Linked DNA regions of Acanthopagrus latus: region 2 is linked to region 1. Evidence: chromatin contacts called from public Hi-C data. All regions are on one chromosome and are shown on one strand. The core of a region is the stretch at or near the end of the contact, and the rest is flanking DNA. Distances in the headings are between cores, read along the strand shown. Region 1 holds the start of ppp6r3 (serine/threonine-protein phosphatase 6 regulatory subunit 3). Region 2 holds the start of LOC119025111 (cytochrome c oxidase subunit 8B, mitochondrial).

Evidence for each region. A called contact is a pair of places that touch in the nucleus more often than the background predicts.
Region 2: a Hi-C map of muscle shows a contact between it and region 1, with 5 times the contacts expected there. The contact joins the promoter of LOC119025111 here to the promoter of ppp6r3 in region 1. A contact is called at or near these places in 2 of 4 Hi-C or Micro-C datasets (liver and muscle).

The regions. Positions count from the first base shown.
Region 1 is chr8:30,825,318-30,828,346 of fAcaLat1.1, forward strand. It overlaps ppp6r3 (serine/threonine-protein phosphatase 6 regulatory subunit 3), which reads left to right and starts at 1,418. Exons shown (of 25, transcript XM_037108329.1): 1 at 1,418-1,738.
Region 2 is chr8:30,954,166-30,957,517 of fAcaLat1.1, forward strand. It overlaps LOC119025111 (cytochrome c oxidase subunit 8B, mitochondrial), which reads right to left and starts at 1,909. Exons shown (of 2, transcript XM_037108469.1): 1 at 1,654-1,909. The coding sequence starts at 1,761.

The sequences.
Region 1 (3,029 bases), core at 168-2,667:
GTAGCGATGATGTCATGCACTCTAGCTCACGCAATACACATTATTATACATTATAAAATGAGAAGACGAGCTGAATCCTCAAATCTAAAACTGTGATGATTTGAAAAGAGTGAAAGATTTTTAAATACTGAATACGTGCCAGATAGTTCAAGGTATTCTGACTCTGTTAAAGGTGGAATGGTGTCTGTAGCTCAACCTATAAGGTACAAGAAGAGGTTGAAAGCCAATGAGTTTTGAAGAGGATTTGAAGATTTTCCCATTTACTTTCCATTCACACTAATTAGACTGCGATCAGAGCACCACCTATTGGCCGATTTGCACCAAATTTTGTACAAACGCTCATCAGGCCATGAAATACAACTGGCAAAAGTGTTGTGGCAATCGCAATGTATTTGGGTAAAATACAAAAGACTGTTTTGAACACAACGTGCAGGAATTTGTTGTTTTATATTTTGGGCATCTTTTGGTCTATCAAAATTCTTTTGACAAGTTTTTTGCAGGAGGGTCCACAGATACTTCATGCAAAGTTTGGTGCAAATTGCTCAAATTGCCAATGCGAATGCGAATGTAAAGTTACTGCAAAAGTGGGCGTGGCCTACATCACACAATTCCACTGAATTGAAGGAACATGTAGATATAAGGTTTAACAATGTGCCATGTATTATGTGGGAGTAATGGGCCAAAAACTCTTTCGCATTGAAAATAGCGCCACCTGGTGGTCATTTTTGGCTTGTGAGTTACAAGGGCCATTCTATACCACCCCTTTGAATTTCATTTGTTATGGTGTGGGCACAGGGCCAAATATAAATTTAAACTGGCACCAGAGCCCCACCTAGTGGCGGATTGGTAAGTCCTTTGTCAGATATCTTCAAGATGGCAGTGGCAATGTTTATACCAAGTTTTGAAAATGAAATGAACTGCGGTAAATAATAAACCACAATGCCATGGAAATCATCTTAAAAAAAAATCAGCATTTTACAATTTTACATCAGTAACCTTTTTCAGTTATATTTCTAAATAACAATTTTCTGTAATAAGAGGCAATTTAGTATCGTCTTGAGTGTTGGTTTGGTTTCAGCTTTCCACACTGAAGTGAGAGTGATTTCGAAATACAGCACTTCTGCTGTCATTATCAGCTCCCTTCTGTAAACGGGGCGTTTCTCGACGAGCAAAGGGTGTGTTCAGACTTGGAGAGTATGTTCGATTTATAGGGCAAAGAAAACAGTCGAGCGGGGTTATTGTTTAAATCAACGAATTTTCATTCAAATATTGTTTTTTAGGAATCGAAATACAATTCAATACATGTAATAATATTATTCCATTACCACATTACTATTACTAAATATACACCGTTAATATAACAGTATAAACCCCGTTGTCCGGGCCACAGAATATTTGACTTCAATCAAATGACGTTGTGCAGTGGCATGCACCGTAGCCAATAAAACCTCGAGGAGTGGTTTGAGCGATGGCATAACAACCAATAGTTTTACTGTGACAGTTCGAGTGACAAACGCTGTAGCTGTAGTGGGGGAAGGGGTCGCTGAAGTTGACGAAGCCGCCATCTTGAAAAGTGCCCTCTGATGATCTCCCTTTTCGCGCCTGTCAGAATCAGTTTTAAACGCTTTATTTTCCTCACTGGAATTTGTTAGCACCTATCTGTTCGTTGTATTAAGGCCTTGGACTAATGGCAAGATAAGCTACATGCTGGAGACTCGCCGTTTACCGTTGTCTATCGGTAGGTACACTTGTCAGCCCATGCACTTGGTGCTGCAGAGACGATTAGCCAGCAGTCTTCAGATAGCAGGCTAACGTTAGCTGCCTAGCAAGAAGCTTACTTGGCCATCTTAACACTATACTGTCAGACGCTCTTGGTGTACCTCTAGCTAGCTAGGACAGTGGCAATATTAACATGTCATATCAGTGAAATTAGGGACCGTGAGGCCATAGTGAAATATAGGTGGCCAACTTCTCAGCCCACTAATATCCGCTTATGTATGCAGGTCCCCCAATGCTAGCTTAGTTGGTTTAAGACTGATTTTAGGTGGCCAGTTTAGCTAACAATAGCCAACGATAGCTAGTGACGTTAGCCAGGTTCACTGAGCCGGTGTGTTTCTGTTGCAATAGTGGTAGACTGTTTTGGGCCCTGGTGTGTAAATGGTCCGACGTTGCTTCAAACGTTTAAATGAACATTAGTCACTGTTACCCTACACGGATCAGGTGATGGCGTGGATTTTCAGGTCTTGGTTGTATGTCTGTTCAACCCATTTTTAGCCTAAACTAACGCTAATACCTTTCCTGACGTTGTCCGATTTAACCAGCTGTAGAACGTTATTACGTCGCTATCATGTTTTCAGAAACGTTGACTGTGGTTGCGATTCGCGGATAGTTATATAAAATATTGTCACTAGTTAATGATCATGTATGACTGCAATCTGAGATAAAGATGTGTCTTCTACGGGGCTGGTTCGAAATTAGCACCTACAAGGAGCTGTAGAATTGTGTGTGCTTAAGCCAAAGCTGCTCTGTTAAGTTACCTTAAAGAAAACGATGTTTGAATGTGTAGAATACGAAGGTTTGGTACGTAGTGAACAATCAAATTCATTTAACTTGACAGTTGCCAGTCAGTATCTAGACCATATATGTGCGGGTCTCGTGGCAGTGGCTCTGTGTACTGGGACACTCAGTCAGGCACTAAGTATATGTGTGTGTGATATAGATATATAGATATATATTTGTGTGTTTGTGTGTGTATATGTCTATATGTCTCTCTATCTATCTATCTATCTATCTATCTATCTATCTATATATATCTATATCTATATCTATATCTATATATATATATATATATATATATATATATATATATATATATATCTATATATCTATATATATATATATATATATATATATACACACACACACACACACACACATATACACACATACACACACACAGGCCTGTCACGAAAACAAATTTTGCTGGACACTAAATTGTCCCAGAAATTATTGCAATAAACGATAATATT
Region 2 (3,352 bases), core at 659-3,158, 130 kb after region 1:
TTAAATAAAAAAAAAAACACCACTCAGCTTTTCTATCCTGCCTCTCTATTTTCAGGACTCCAAATTTGGTACTGTCATCTCCAATGACTTATTACAGTTATTACAGTAGAGTCCATATACTGATTACGTTAGAACAGTCTATTGACTATGCCAGTCTATAACTATTAAAGCTACAATAAGACAAGGGACTGGTTTGTGTTTTATGTCAAAATTAGCTTGACTTGTCTCTCTGTCTTTACTCTTGGTGTAGAAAAAAGTTATGGTAATTTTGGTTGTAGTTATTAAATGAAGTATTAAACAGAGTTACAAATTGACAATTAAGTACCTTTTATGAGACTTGTTATTATTGAATGAGCTATACTTATAATTAGCTATCATATCACAGGAAGTAACCTCCTATAGTGTAGGCCAGCAAACTGTTTGGTTTTGATTGTTTCTGCCAGCCTTGGCTAGGAGGTCCAAAATTGCCATGGTAGTTGTGTTAATATCAGTAACTGAACTACCAAACTGTAGCTACAGTCAACAGCAGAGATGTCCGGATACCATTTTTTCCCTTTCCTATTAAGATACCTGAACTCATACTCAATACCAAATACTAATCAGATACCAGTGCAACGGAATGTCGTTATCACAATGTGGCACACAATAATGTGTGTATATGTTTATAGATGTTAAGAAGTTAAACACGTCACTTGCAAATAATGGATATTGGCTCCACAAAAAATGTTGTCTAAAAACCTGTCTTTTAGCTGATAATGATTCCAATGGTGGCATATTGTAAAGACTTGACAGAAAAAAATCTGCTTCAACTGGTGGCCAGTTCTTACATATTGCACCTTTAAAGCTGGATAAAGTGGATAGATGCCCTCTCTAAGTGGGGCAATAAGCCACACATATAAAAGGTAACCAACCATTTATTGATACTGACTGGATAATATTGTGATTAATCTGTCCCTGTGAATGATATGTGTCACAATGAGCAAAATTATGTTAACATTACCATAACTTGTAATCTTTCATTTTAAAATCGTTTCAAGCCAGCCATGTCGGACAGTTCTTATCAAGGTCAGTCGCTTGACATCTGCTCTACAGGCAGCGTGTGTAGACACAGTGACGACACGGTATTAAACACTGTTAACTCTTTAATACGAAACTTCTACAAATACAACAAATTAACAACACAGCATCATAAATATATTGGACTACCATGACAACATTTCGAGATAAAGCCTACAGTTTCTTGTTTATGTCAGAGCTGGCTGGATGTGTACGTGTTGGCATTGAGCGGAATCATGGCGAAAGACTGACGCACTTGACGAAAGTGTTAAAAAAAACAAAACAAAAACAAAACATTCGTATGATAAGTTATGATGTGACACAGAAAATCAGCGTATTCAACAGTCCTAATAGATGGATAATGTTTTAAGGCAGGACGACACAGGCAAGAAAATGTAAGGTTTGACGCAGGCAGAATAAGGCAGACCTGCTCAGGACTATGATCTGTCATATGGTGACACATCGAGACGCGGAACAATTAACACTTGATAAGCTGGCGATCGGTTCATGGCCTGCAGCGGGGAATATGTCTTTCCCCTGAGGACTAAAAGCACCCGCTACGGTCACGTTGGTTCAGTAAACAGAACATGAACTCACCCCTGCACTGATATTGTTTTTGGCAGGTTTGGACGCCACATTAGCCACAGAGACCAGCGGAGTCCTCAGCGCGCTCCTAAACAACCGGGACACGGTGGGTAGAGACATAGCGACGGTGCAGTGGTGCTGAAGTCGGAAGGACTGGAGGACAGGCCGACACAAGAAAGCAGCTTAATGATACTGCTGATACTGATACAGCTCACTGTACCTGCACTTCTTCTCTACTTGCCAGGCGCAACGCGCGCGCGTGTAATGGGGGGGGCGAGCTGCCCTCTGGGAAATTTAATTGGCCGTCTCACCTCCGGTATCTGACACCATGACCGTTGAGCGGGGGACATGTCCTCGTGTGAACCCTGCAGTACTGCTGCTGGCCGCTGAACACGTCACTCTGTAGTGCGGCTGTTCAGAGCGCAGTCGTCTGCCTCACTGTACTCCACATACAAGGAGATGCTGCGCTTGTGTTTTGTTTTTGTCAAACATGTCATAAATAGAAAGAAAATAAAAAATAAATAAAATCACGTAAAGCTACATCTTAAATTCTATTCTGCCACATTTACACACCAAGTTGTGTGTACTATATTATGATTACACATACGAGTCTATTCTATTTCTTACCTTTTTATTATATTGTTTATTTTTATTATTTGTTGTAATATTACTGTACATTCCAGCTCTTATACTAAGAACCTCCCCTGGCACACTTCATTATTCATCCAGGATGTATAGTTTATTTATACAAAAAAAGTAAGAAACAAATGCAAGCATTAAAATTCTCCACAATCCAAATTAAGATTCAAGCTTGCTGAAATAAGACACTGAATTTAGCTTACCTTGATTCTCTTAAGTTTCTGATCTTCTGTCACTTTAGTCTAGCTTCTACTATCATACACCGGTGATCACACAATATGTGACATTGCAACTTCATAAATTATCCACTGTTCACACGGGAACGGCCTTTCAAAGGTCTTTTACTGAACCACTTGCAGCATTTCACATGTGCAACTCACTGCCTACCTGCGTTCAGCCTTCTGCTGCCACTGCAGGCAAAACATGAACCTTGGCCACTTAAACGGTCTCAATTCGCCCTCTGCTGGACTTTTATAGGTACTACAATATAACATCTAAGACTAATGATGCTCTCTGCAGTGGGGATGTGCATCTTCAACACTGAGGCGATGCGATACGCATCTTGATACACTGCCAAATACGATAGATTAAAGATTCGTATGAAACAACACTGATACGAAATTATACGATTCTCCCACCTACTGTGATACAGTGCGATACAGTACAATTTGGTTTAACACTATGCGATACCATGCGATACAGAAGAATATTGTACAATGGAATACAAAGTGGTGCAGATAGTTCATATTCATTCTTTATTTCTACAATGTGCTTCACACTTTTAACAGGGACAATGGGAAACTAAACTCTAAGCAGTGGTGCCTCTTGTCAGTTATAAGCTGCTAAATGAATGCAAAAGTTGTACAGATTGACACACATGTTGTCACTGCCCACGACTTGTTTGAAATGGGTCCATATCTCTGACTTTCCTCCAAACTAGCTCAAAGTTAAAGCTAGGGTCTGTAATGTTGTTCAGAAACACATTTTGTTATACTGGGTGCAATGGTCCTGCTATCCTGAGAGTAGTCAATACATTATGTATTCAGAAAAAGGAAAGAAAATAATCAGACCT